Regions from separate parts of the Mus musculus genome. Here region 1 is linked to region 2. A link is a contact called in public promoter capture Hi-C data. All regions are on one chromosome and are shown on one strand. Each heading gives the region's core, a stretch centred on a gene start, on an enhancer-like site or on the middle of the called end of the contact. The rest is flanking DNA. Distances are from core to core; before and after follow the strand shown. Region 1 holds the start of Tcp11 (t-complex protein 11). Region 2 holds the start of Pigq (phosphatidylinositol glycan anchor biosynthesis, class Q).

What was found. Promoter capture Hi-C pulls out the DNA fragments that hold promoters and counts their contacts.
Region 1: a promoter capture Hi-C map of pre-B cells shows a contact between it and region 2, with 3 times the contacts expected there. The contact joins the promoter of Tcp11 here to the promoter of Pigq in region 2.

The regions. Positions count from the first base shown.
Region 1 is chr17:28,078,641-28,083,909 of GRCm38.p6, reverse strand. It overlaps Tcp11 (t-complex protein 11), which reads left to right and starts at 3,271. Exons shown (of 10, transcript NM_001085555.1): 1 at 3,271-3,335; 2 at 3,605-3,751. The coding sequence starts at 3,631.
Region 2 is chr17:25,939,704-25,944,533 of GRCm38.p6, reverse strand. Pigq (phosphatidylinositol glycan anchor biosynthesis, class Q) reads left to right here and starts at 2,545. Exons shown (of 11, transcript NM_011822.4): 1 at 2,545-2,719. Nhlrc4 (NHL repeat containing 4) reads left to right here. Exons shown (of 2, transcript NM_001039038.2): 2 at 216-2,301. The coding sequence starts at 763. The coding sequence ends at 1,173.

The sequences.
Region 1 (5,269 bases), core at 2,022-4,521, 2.1 Mb before region 2:
CCTCCTCCCCACCCCCAACACACCTCTCTTCCTCTCTCTCTCCTTTCTCTTTCTTTGACAGGTTCACATGTGGCTCAGGTTGGCCTCAAACTCTCTACATAGCCAAGGATGACCTTGAAAATTTTGGACCTCCTGCTTCTACTTCCCAAGTGCTGGGATTACAGGTGTGAAACATCAGGCTGGGGCTGGACGGAAATATACACACCTGCTTCTCAATCTGGGCTGTGGGGACCCAGGAGGACAGAGGCATTAGATAGCCTAGACAGGCAGCCCTTCCTTCCAGGGTGATAATTCTCAAGTAATTAAAGGGAGTGGGAATTAAGGGTTGGAATAGATGTGAGAGGCTGCTGTGGTGTTACTGCCTGGAAGCTAGCACTTGGGAGGCAGGTGTAGGAGCATCACACACTCGAGGGAAGCCTGGGCCACATATTGAGTAGGAGGCCAGCTGGGCTACAGAGCGGAGCGAGACTCAGTCACAGACAAACGGCCTTATAGGAAATCCTATGTGCTTGGGACCCCCAACCTTTCTCTGACCTGCCCCCGCCCCCCCGTGGAGTTCACCAGGACCCTACGTGCTACATCTCCTTGCACGTGGACAGCATCTCAGCCAGAGCAGAGCACTCAGTGTGACTTCAGAAGTAGCCTGTGATCTGGTCAACCTCTTGCCCATTCCTCTTGGTTACGCCTCGAAATGGCTCTCATCAGGCCTCATACGTGGGGACAGTCCAATGTGACACCCGCTTTTGCCTGTTTGCATGGGTGGGATTTGGGGGCTATTGTACGTGTTTGGAATGTAAAAGCGCCCAGTAAATCATTAAGCAGGAAGTCAGTGATTAACTAAGACACCCCCCCATCCCCCTCCCTGAGGAAGGAGGCCATATCTCCTCTCGTCCTTCTAGGCTCTTGACGATAACTTTTGCTTGGCTGCTTCTGATAAGTGTTAATGATAAGGATCCTGGACGTCTGCACCTTGCCTGGCTCTGGGAAAACGCTTCCCTTAGCCTTCCTCGGTTCCCTCCTCGGCCACCTCCACGCTCCCCTCTTCTTGCTTCAGCCCCACCCCCACCATAGATGCCTGCTCTGATTATCTCCCTACAACCCTCCAAGAGAAGTCAGATTTTAAAAGTTTTAATTACACTGTGTGTATGTGTGTGCGTGCGTGTGCGCGCGCACGTGTGTGTGTGTGTGTGTGTGTGTGTGTACATGGTGTGGCACAGGTGTGGAGCCTGAGGCCAGCTCGTGTGTGGCAGGTCTCTCCTGGAATTATGGGAGTCTTGGGGATTGAACTCAGGAGGTCAGGATTGGAAGCTGGATCCTTGGCCCATTAGTGCATTTGGCTGACCCACAGATGTTATATAGAGAGCGGCTATTTTACGAGTACAGATAGATTCCTAGGGGAATTCAGACATCTGGGAAGAGCTCTATAGCACTGATTCTTTTATCGGGAGGGCTACTATTTAAAAACAAGCTCAATTTTTTTTCTCTCCTTGACATTAATAGTCCCAAATAGGCCAGGCAGTGGTGGCGAAAGCTTTTAATCCCAGTACGCATGGAGGCAGAGGCAGGCAGATCTCTGGGAGTTTGAGGCCAGCCTGGTCTACAGAGGGAGTTCCAGGATAGCTGGGGCTACACAGAGAAAACATGTCATAAAAAAAAATGTTTTCCCTGCATGTATGTGTATGTGTGTGTACATACACACACACACACACACACACACACACACACACACACCCTTAGGGGCCCCACAAGAGGGCACCAGGTATTTCTAGGCCGCCACTTGGGTGCCATCTTTCCAGACTCCGAGTTTTCATGTGACAGGAAGCTGTGACATCACTGCGTAGCTTCTGTTCACGTCCCCGTTGACCACCTGGAGGGAAATTCCAAGAAGCACACCCCGAAATTCCAAGAAGCACAATGGGGAGGGAGGAAGGAAGCTTAGTATGTGCTGGAGATAGTTTAGGTGGTCGGTGAGAATTGAACCCAGGGATACCAACCAAGCTACAACCTTAAATTCTTTTCAGTAAATCCTACCTTGCAGTATTGGAACTGAACCTGGGCCCTCAAACATGGCCGGCATTTTGTTACTAAGTTGCACCCATTATCTGGCTTTGTTTTGTCTTTAAACTTTAGTTGCTTCGTCTGTCCTGGAACTGTGTAGTCCAAGCAGGCCTTGGCCAGTCTGTCCTCTTGCCTCAGTCTCCCCAGTAGCTAGGGTGACAGGCCTGCACCGTTACTTTCAGGTTTTCCAAAGTCAGGGATTGGCAAGCAAAGCAGCGGCATCAGGCGGTACAGCCATTTCCGGGGGATCGCACGCCCTCTTCTGAACGCCTGGGGTACTGCATGGATGGGATGCATTTGCATAGGTTTTATGATGACTTCAAGTCAGAGTAATTAAGAGGCCAGAAAGAATATGAGGGAAAAACACCCTCTCCATGTTCTCTCCCCAAACCCAAGGCGTGGGTATTTAAAAGACTTTAATCCCTGCAGAGGCAGGAAGATCTGAGTTTGAGGCCAGCCTGGTCTACAGAAGAGTTCCCTGACTGCTGGGGCAGCATAGAGAAACTTTCTTTGTCTTGGGAAAAAAGCAAAAAACACAAGAGAATGTTATATGTAAAACAAGACAATTTTATATGTATGGGTATTTTGCCTGCGTGTATGTAAATATATGTAAATATAGGAAGTATGATCCCGAGGAACTGGAGTGGCAGATGGCCGAGATCCATCATGTTGGTGCTGGGAATCGAACCCTGGTCCTCTGGAAGAAAGCCAGTGGTCCTAACAGCTGAGCCATCTCTCCAGGCCTCACCCTCCATTTTTTTTAAGAATCTGGAAATGGAGCTCAGCCTATGAGGTCCCTTCCATGCCCAGCACTACATGAACCCTTGGTGGTGGCTCACACGGGTGACCCCAGCACTCAGGCAGAGGCTGTAGGGTCAGCAGTTCGAGGCTAGCACCCCTGTGCATGCTCTGCAGGCTACCCCTAAGCCCCAGATCCTGACACTTGGAATCAATAGGGATGACCGTCCTGCCCCAGTCTCGGTCTCACCCAAGGTGGCGGCAGATGGTCGGTGGCGGGTCGCGATGCTGGTGGGGAGGGCTGCCACGCGCCTCGCGCCTCGTTGCCAGGACACCTAAGCTGTTTGTTTGGCAACACCGGGCGTTCCCACTCCTGCTCAGTTCGCAGGGTGGGGATGTGGAGTGTGTGACAGCATCGACGTGGGGCTCAGTGGCTCCACCCAGCCACGCCGCCCCTGCCTCATCCCCCCAAGTGGTTTAGCCCACCCGCACCCCGTGCCGCCCAGCCAGCCAGAGCGGGCGGGCCGGCAGAGAAGGAAGTGAGCTGAGTGGAGAGAGGGAAGGGGAGGGAGAAAGTGGAGGGGGAGGGCGGAGGTGAGCCACGGAGGGGAAGGGATGAAAGAGGGGAAGGGAGAGGGGAAGAGGAGGTGAGGGGAAGAGGCATACTGAGAGGGAGAGACAAGGGGTGGTGAGGGATGGAGAGGGGTAAGGGGAGGGGCGTCCGTCGGGGCTGCGGCCTCAGTTTCTTCCTGCGCCAGCTCTGGTCCCCCCTGGCCCTGACGAGCCCCCAACATTTGTCACCACACAGATACCACCACCACCACCATCACCAGGATGCCAGACGTGAAAGAGAGGGCGGCCCGGAAGGAGCCCGGCGCGGCAGAGAGCGCCTCCCGTGAATCCCGCGGGGGAAACACCCGGGAGAGCGCGAGCAGCGCCCAGGGGCACCGATCGTGTAGGTTCAACCGTCGCCCGAGCACGGCCGCCCTCACCCCAGGGTCCGCGCAGGGGCGCGGGGTAAAGACGGCGCCACGAGGTCCCGTGGGCCACGGAGGACTGCGGACTGGCCCGACCTCCCGGTGTCCCCAGCCCTCCGCCCGAGCGAAGCTCCCCTCGGTCACGCGTGGGGCACCGCTTCCGCCATCCCCGGGAAAGGGCCACCTCGGCGGGACCCCGAGCTCGCACAGGCTAGGTATCTGCTTGAGGCAGGGTCCCCCAAGTGCGGGGACTGCAGGTCCGGACCTCCCTCCCCCTCGTTTCAAATGCTCCCGCACAAGCGTTGCCATGGATTTCCTGTGACGCTGGACAGTTAGTCTCTCCTCTGTGGCCACGCGGGGTCGCTGCTGCTTAACGCTGTGACTTGAGACAAGATCCAGGTGTACCCGGAGGGGTGGGGTGGGGTGGGTTGGGTTCGGGCTGGGGTTGTGTATCCAAATAGGAACCTGGCCTGTGGGGTTCAAGGTCAGGGCGTGCTGGTGCTGCTGGTTTGGAAACAGTTCTTACAATGGCTGTTGCATCCATAGGTACAGTGACTCCTGAGTATACAATCAAATTCCTTTTGTAAAAATTTGGAACTGTGTATAACACGTTGGCTTTGTTGTGTTGCAGTTTTCTTTTTTTAGGGGGGCAATCTGAATTTTTAAGAATTGTAGCCACACTTAAATCTCTACTCTTTAAGCCCTCCTTGTTCCGGAGTGCTCTGGGCGGAACTGGCTGCTTCTTGCAGTTGGAGAGTTTCTTGAGGAGTGGCTGTAGCTTTGAAGGTTTCCTTTCACCTCGGATTTGTTTACGGATCTGATTGTGTCATGCCAGCCATTTCGGCTGGGATAATGAAGGACTGCACAGATGCTGGGAAGAGCAGGGTCCGGTCACCTTTGTTTTTATAAAAAGGTTTATTTTTCTTTGTGTGAGTGGGTGTTTTGTCTACAGGTATGTCTGTGCACCGTGTGTGTTCAGGGCCAGAAGAGATGTCGGGCGCCCTGAAACTGGAGTTACAGATGCTTGTGAGCCAAGGGTAACCCAGCTCTTAGGAAAGGGCAGCAAGTGGCTTAACCACTTGGCCATCTGTCCAGCCTGTAGTTTATGCTTTTATAACCCAGCCAAGGACTCTAGATTTTCTATCAAAGTCCAGTCAATTTTCTCACCATGAAATATTTTCAATTTGTTGAAACGTAAAACCCAGAGACTTCCTCCATTTTTAATTTTCTCTGTGTGTGTGTGTTTTTTTCCTTTTTCCTTACTGTCTGAGGATACAGGCATGACTCTAAATACTTCTGTCATGTTTCCTTCTGAGAAAGACAGTGCTGTCCTATGGGATCTCTACAGTTATTTTCTTTTGCCGGGCAGTGGTGGCACAAGCCTTTAATCCCAGCACTTGGGAGGCAGAGGCAGGCAGACTTCTGAGTTTGAGGCCAGCCTGGTCTACAGAGTGAGTTTCAGGACAGTCAGGGCTACACAGAGAAACCCTGTCTCG
Region 2 (4,830 bases), core at 1,296-3,795:
TGTGTGGTGTCTCTCAGACCCCTGCTGCAGACACCCAGACACCTGTGTGGTTGCTGCTCTTGGGAACCAGGTGAGCACTCAGATACAATGCAGCAGCCTTCCCCTTCCCCCTCCCCCTCCCCCACCCCCACTCCCCAGCTCTTCATCTACAACGGGAGGGTGCTAGTGCCCATGAGCCACCATCTGCATGCATGGATGTTCCAACTCTTTTGCAGCTGCAAAGAAGCCAAGGCCGCGACTGCTTGCTGCCCCTGGCCTCCCATCTATCCTGACACCTTGACCTCCTGGGCTGCCCCTACCCCAGCCACCTACCCCTGACATCTTGATCTCAGGCTGGACCAACTTAGAGATGCCAATTGCTCTCGGCAGCCTCGCCTGCTGGGACAAATCCTGGTGCCAGCAGGGGCTGCAGGGAGCCCCCGAGGCCTGCACTGCTCCCCAGATGGTCTGCTCTTCTTGACGGCTGGTGTTGCATCCTGTGTCCATGTGCTGGATCTTGAGGGACGCTCCATTTGTCAACTACCCTGCTGCATTCCTAGAACTGGAGCCTTTGTCCCAGAGGATGTGGCGGTGACAGCTGCAGGGCTTGTGGTGGTCAGTGACCTCATTCACGGGGCTGTGTATGCTCTCCAGTACACTTCCCGGGAACCCCAGGGCCGCTGGGTGACTGTAGGCACATTCCTGTCCCCCCGAGGGCTGGCTGTGGATGCTCTTGGACACTTCCTGGTGACAGACTACTTGCCTGGAACTGTTCACAGCTTCATGTTAGGACCAACCTGGGAGCCCCTTGCTCCAACCTCCATGCTAGGTCTGGAGGGCCCTTGTTGGGTAGGTCCAGGGCCTGATGGGGGCTTTGCTGTGAGTGAAGAGTTTGGGGATGTACAGCTGTTTGGCAGTGCCCACCAGCCTCTGGGCTCCCTAGGAACCCTGACTGGGCATAACTTTGGCCACCCAGCAGGTGTGTGCTCTGATGCAGAGGGTAGCATTATTGTGGCTGATGAGCAGAGGCACCAAGTGACTTTGTTTCCCCGGGTTGGGCCACCCATCTGTTTGCAGTTGGAGGGACTAAAGAGGCCCTTGGGTATGGCCTGTGCACCCCAGGGCCAACTAGTGGTGGCAGATGCAGGGGACAACTGCATCAAGTTGTACCAGTATCTGGGGGAGATGGCCTGAGGGGTAGGCTCTGGGGGAAATTGCCCCTTGCTAGGACTGGCCGGGCCTGAGTCCTTTGTACTATCATGGAAGGTTGGTAGGCTCCTTGGGGCCTGCTGAGCCGTCTTCCTGATACCTGGTCTTAGCTGGCTTTGTGATTTCCTCTTGGCAAGTGCCCCTGTCTACACAGAAACCATGAATCACCATTTCTTGATGAGGTTCTAAACTGGGCCATCTCCACTTCCCTATTAAGTATGCTCATAGGTTTTCATGCCCCTAAAACCCAAGGGCCACTCAGTCCCTGGCTCTGCTAGCTTGGGTCTCGGGAGGCCTGAGCTTTGAGGCAACACTTGAAGCTATAGATCCTGGGTGCTGAGGCTGTCTGCCAGCAGATAGCTAGGCAAGATCTCCTGCCAGGTGTCCAACCCCTACATCCTAATCAGAGGCAGGCAGGCAGGCAGGCAGGGAGGGTGTGGCTAGGCTGGGTTGGGCAGTTTAGGGGAAGGGTGTGGTCCCTTAGTGTTCCCCCCAGCTTCAAAAATATTCCCATTCTTGAGCCTCCAACAGCACTCTGGGCCCAACAGAGAGGTAAGGAGTAGGCAAATCAGAGGGGTAAGGCCAACATGTGTCCTGGTAGGGCACATAGCAAGGGCAGGTCCTCTACTGGACACTCCCTGTTTTGAAAGATACCTTCAGTTTTCCCTTCAATCCAGGTCCAAACCACTTTTGAGCACTTAGGTGGGGTGCTGGGACGGTTCTGGGTAGCACAGGTTCTTTCATACCCTTCCATTCAAGACAGGAAAACAGTAGCCTTTCCTCCCATGTTACAGATGAGATCTGGAAGGGGAGGGGTGTGTGTGTGTGTGTGTGTGTGTGTGTGTGTGTGTGTGTGTGTTTGAAGAGCTTACTCATTGAGAATCTGGTCTCACCCATGTTCTTCATGTGGGAAGAAGCAAGAAAAAGCTCCTTGCTTTTGCTCCTTTAGGGTGTGGGGTGGCACCCAGCCTGTCATCTGGACGTTGAGGTCAACACACATGTCACTCCTGCAGGCTAAATCAATATGCCCTGTTCATTATGTTGTGGGGGATTAATGGACAATGAAAGAAACTTTGCTTGTAAGTAGATGCTCAATAAACACTAGTTACTGCGTTGTTAGGGGTATTGCTTTCAGACTATGCGGCCCACACGGGTCTGCATGCACCCTACTCGCAATGGATAGAAACAGATGGAAGGGCCTGGGTTTAGGAGGCCAGGCGGTAAGAACAAAGCGGCTACCATGGTCCTCAAAGGCTGGATCCACCGGACCTTTCAGGATATTTACAGCGAGGGTAGCTTTGATGACAGGAGCCGCGCGCGCGGAACTCTCGGGCTCAGGCGATGGACAGCCCGGGCATGTTTGGGGACCGGACCGTCGCGCGACAACGCCGCGGAGCCGGCGGAAATGGTGCTGATGTCCCGCGGCGGGCCTGGGAGCCGCAAGCACGGTCGTCCTCCCGGGCCCGCCGAACGCAGTGCCCAACCCAGTTCCTTCCCTACCGCTCGGGGACGCGGCCCCGGGGACCAGCTGGTGAGCACTAGCGGGTGGCGGGGCCGGGAGAGGAAGAGGAGGAAATCCCGAGGTAGCGCAGGCCTCTTGGTCCTAAAGACTCTGAGATGGGAAACCTGAGGCCGGGATAGAGGGAGAGGCGGCCACCCACGCAGCTGACCTCCAGGCTCAGCGGCACCCGTTGTGGGTCTGGGCCTGCTCTCCGGAACTTGAGGGCACCGAGAGGCCCCTCCTCCCCTCCAGGCCGGGAACTGGCTGGAAGATTCCTGGGGCACTGGCTGAGAGGCTCATATTTATCCACTCCAGTAAAGATCAGAAACAGATTACCCCCTCCTTTTGAAATGAAAAAGGAAAGCATTTACAGAGGCGGAAAATGTGTTTCTGTGCAGGTTCTCTTTTAGGCTAGGTTGGCCTCAAAATCCTAGTGTAGCAAAGGATGACCTTGAATTTTTGATTGTCCTTTGGCCACCTCCTGATTACAGATATGCACTGCTACTACTGGTCTATGAGGTTCTGGGGACTCAACACAGGGTCTGGTGCAGGCTAGGTAGGCTCCATACCAACTGACTACATCCCTAGTCAGAAAAGTGGTTTTGTTGTTGTTGTTGTTGTTTGAACGTGGGGTAAATATGAACCCTCTCAAAGATTCACAAAGTAATGTTTCAGCTATGATGTGTCCCAGGTCTCTCTTAACTGGGCTGGCCATCCCTCAAGCCTGTTCCTTGCAGGGGAAGTAAGCAGTAGCTCTGCTGCTGAAGTCTGACTTGGAGTTCTGTGAAGAGACTTCCTGGGGCCTCTTATTTAACCCTCCTGGGAATGGGCTGTCGGGGAGGGAACTGACTCCTTCTTAGCAAAGGTAGCTTTTCCAGGCTTGGGCTGTTCTTTTAATCAGCATCTTTAAAGGCCTTCACGCATCCCAGGTTTTTGCCTTCTCGCTCCAGCCTCTCACCTCTTGTATCGATCGCCTGCTCTTTCATCATCATTTTCTGCTGCTGGGATCCCAGCAGCCCAGTGTAAGCACACTCCTTCTTACACTTCAGTGCATCCGGAGGCTGAGATGGGAGTGAGGGTGGGGATTTGCCTCAACTTGAGTTCTCTCAGTACCCCACAGATCAGAGCTCCAACCTCTCTCTGCCTTGCACCTTCTTTCCTTTGACCCGAGCTTTTTTGCTTTAAGGTAAACTGTAAATGAAGCATACTCCACAAGGAGGATGTGCATAGACACAGTGTGTATATAGCACAGTGGATTCACGAGTTGTGAGCAGACTCCAAACCAACCTTTGAAACATCTGTTTATAATTAGATCAAGGGCATTTCTCTTCCTACACGGTTGTGAGCATTTTTCCTTAGTTCATGTGAAGTGTTCCCCCAGAGAGTCAAATGATATTTCACTGAGCTGGTGTGTCCTTACAAAGTTGTTGAACAAGAGTTTGGGCTGGGCTGAAGGGTTCCCTATGACAGTGACCCGCCGGGGCTCTTACAGGCGGAATGGCTCTAGTATTTTTAGCCGTGCCTCATGTCATGGCCTTCTGGAGTCAGTTCCTACTGAAGGGACAAGAGAAATTGGTTCTTGACACTGGCTATGGGGATTTAGCCTGCCCTAGTGTTGGGCGTCAGGTTTTCCCTATGGACACCTACCAATTGCCTGCTTCCTCCGGGTTCTTTGGAGTTTTGTTTTCCTGGAGACTTCTGACTCAGAGTTCTATGGAAAGGCTTCCCGAGACTTCTTTAACGGCTTTTTCAGGCTTGGACTGTTCTTTTAATCAGCACCAGCATTTGGAAGTCCTACAGTGCTGGGTCCCATTAGTCCTCTCAGCATTGGGCTGGGTTATAGTTCATATGAGACCCTAGGTCTAGTCCTCAATATCAAAACCAAAAAGCTTTGCCACATTGTCCATGTGACGGCTTTGGGCTGGACAGGAAGGGAGCAGCTGCACCTGGATCCTTCAAGCTCTGGCCATTTGTCTATGGGCCAGCTACCACCACCACTTGTGTCACTGTCTATCCCCTCGACTCCAATTGTTTTGTGCAGACACTAGACCAGGAAACTAGGCTTCAGCCCAAGATCTGGGCCTCCCTCAGGAAAGGATCCAAAAATGGGGTCTTTGTTCATGGTTGCTGTGTCCTTCACT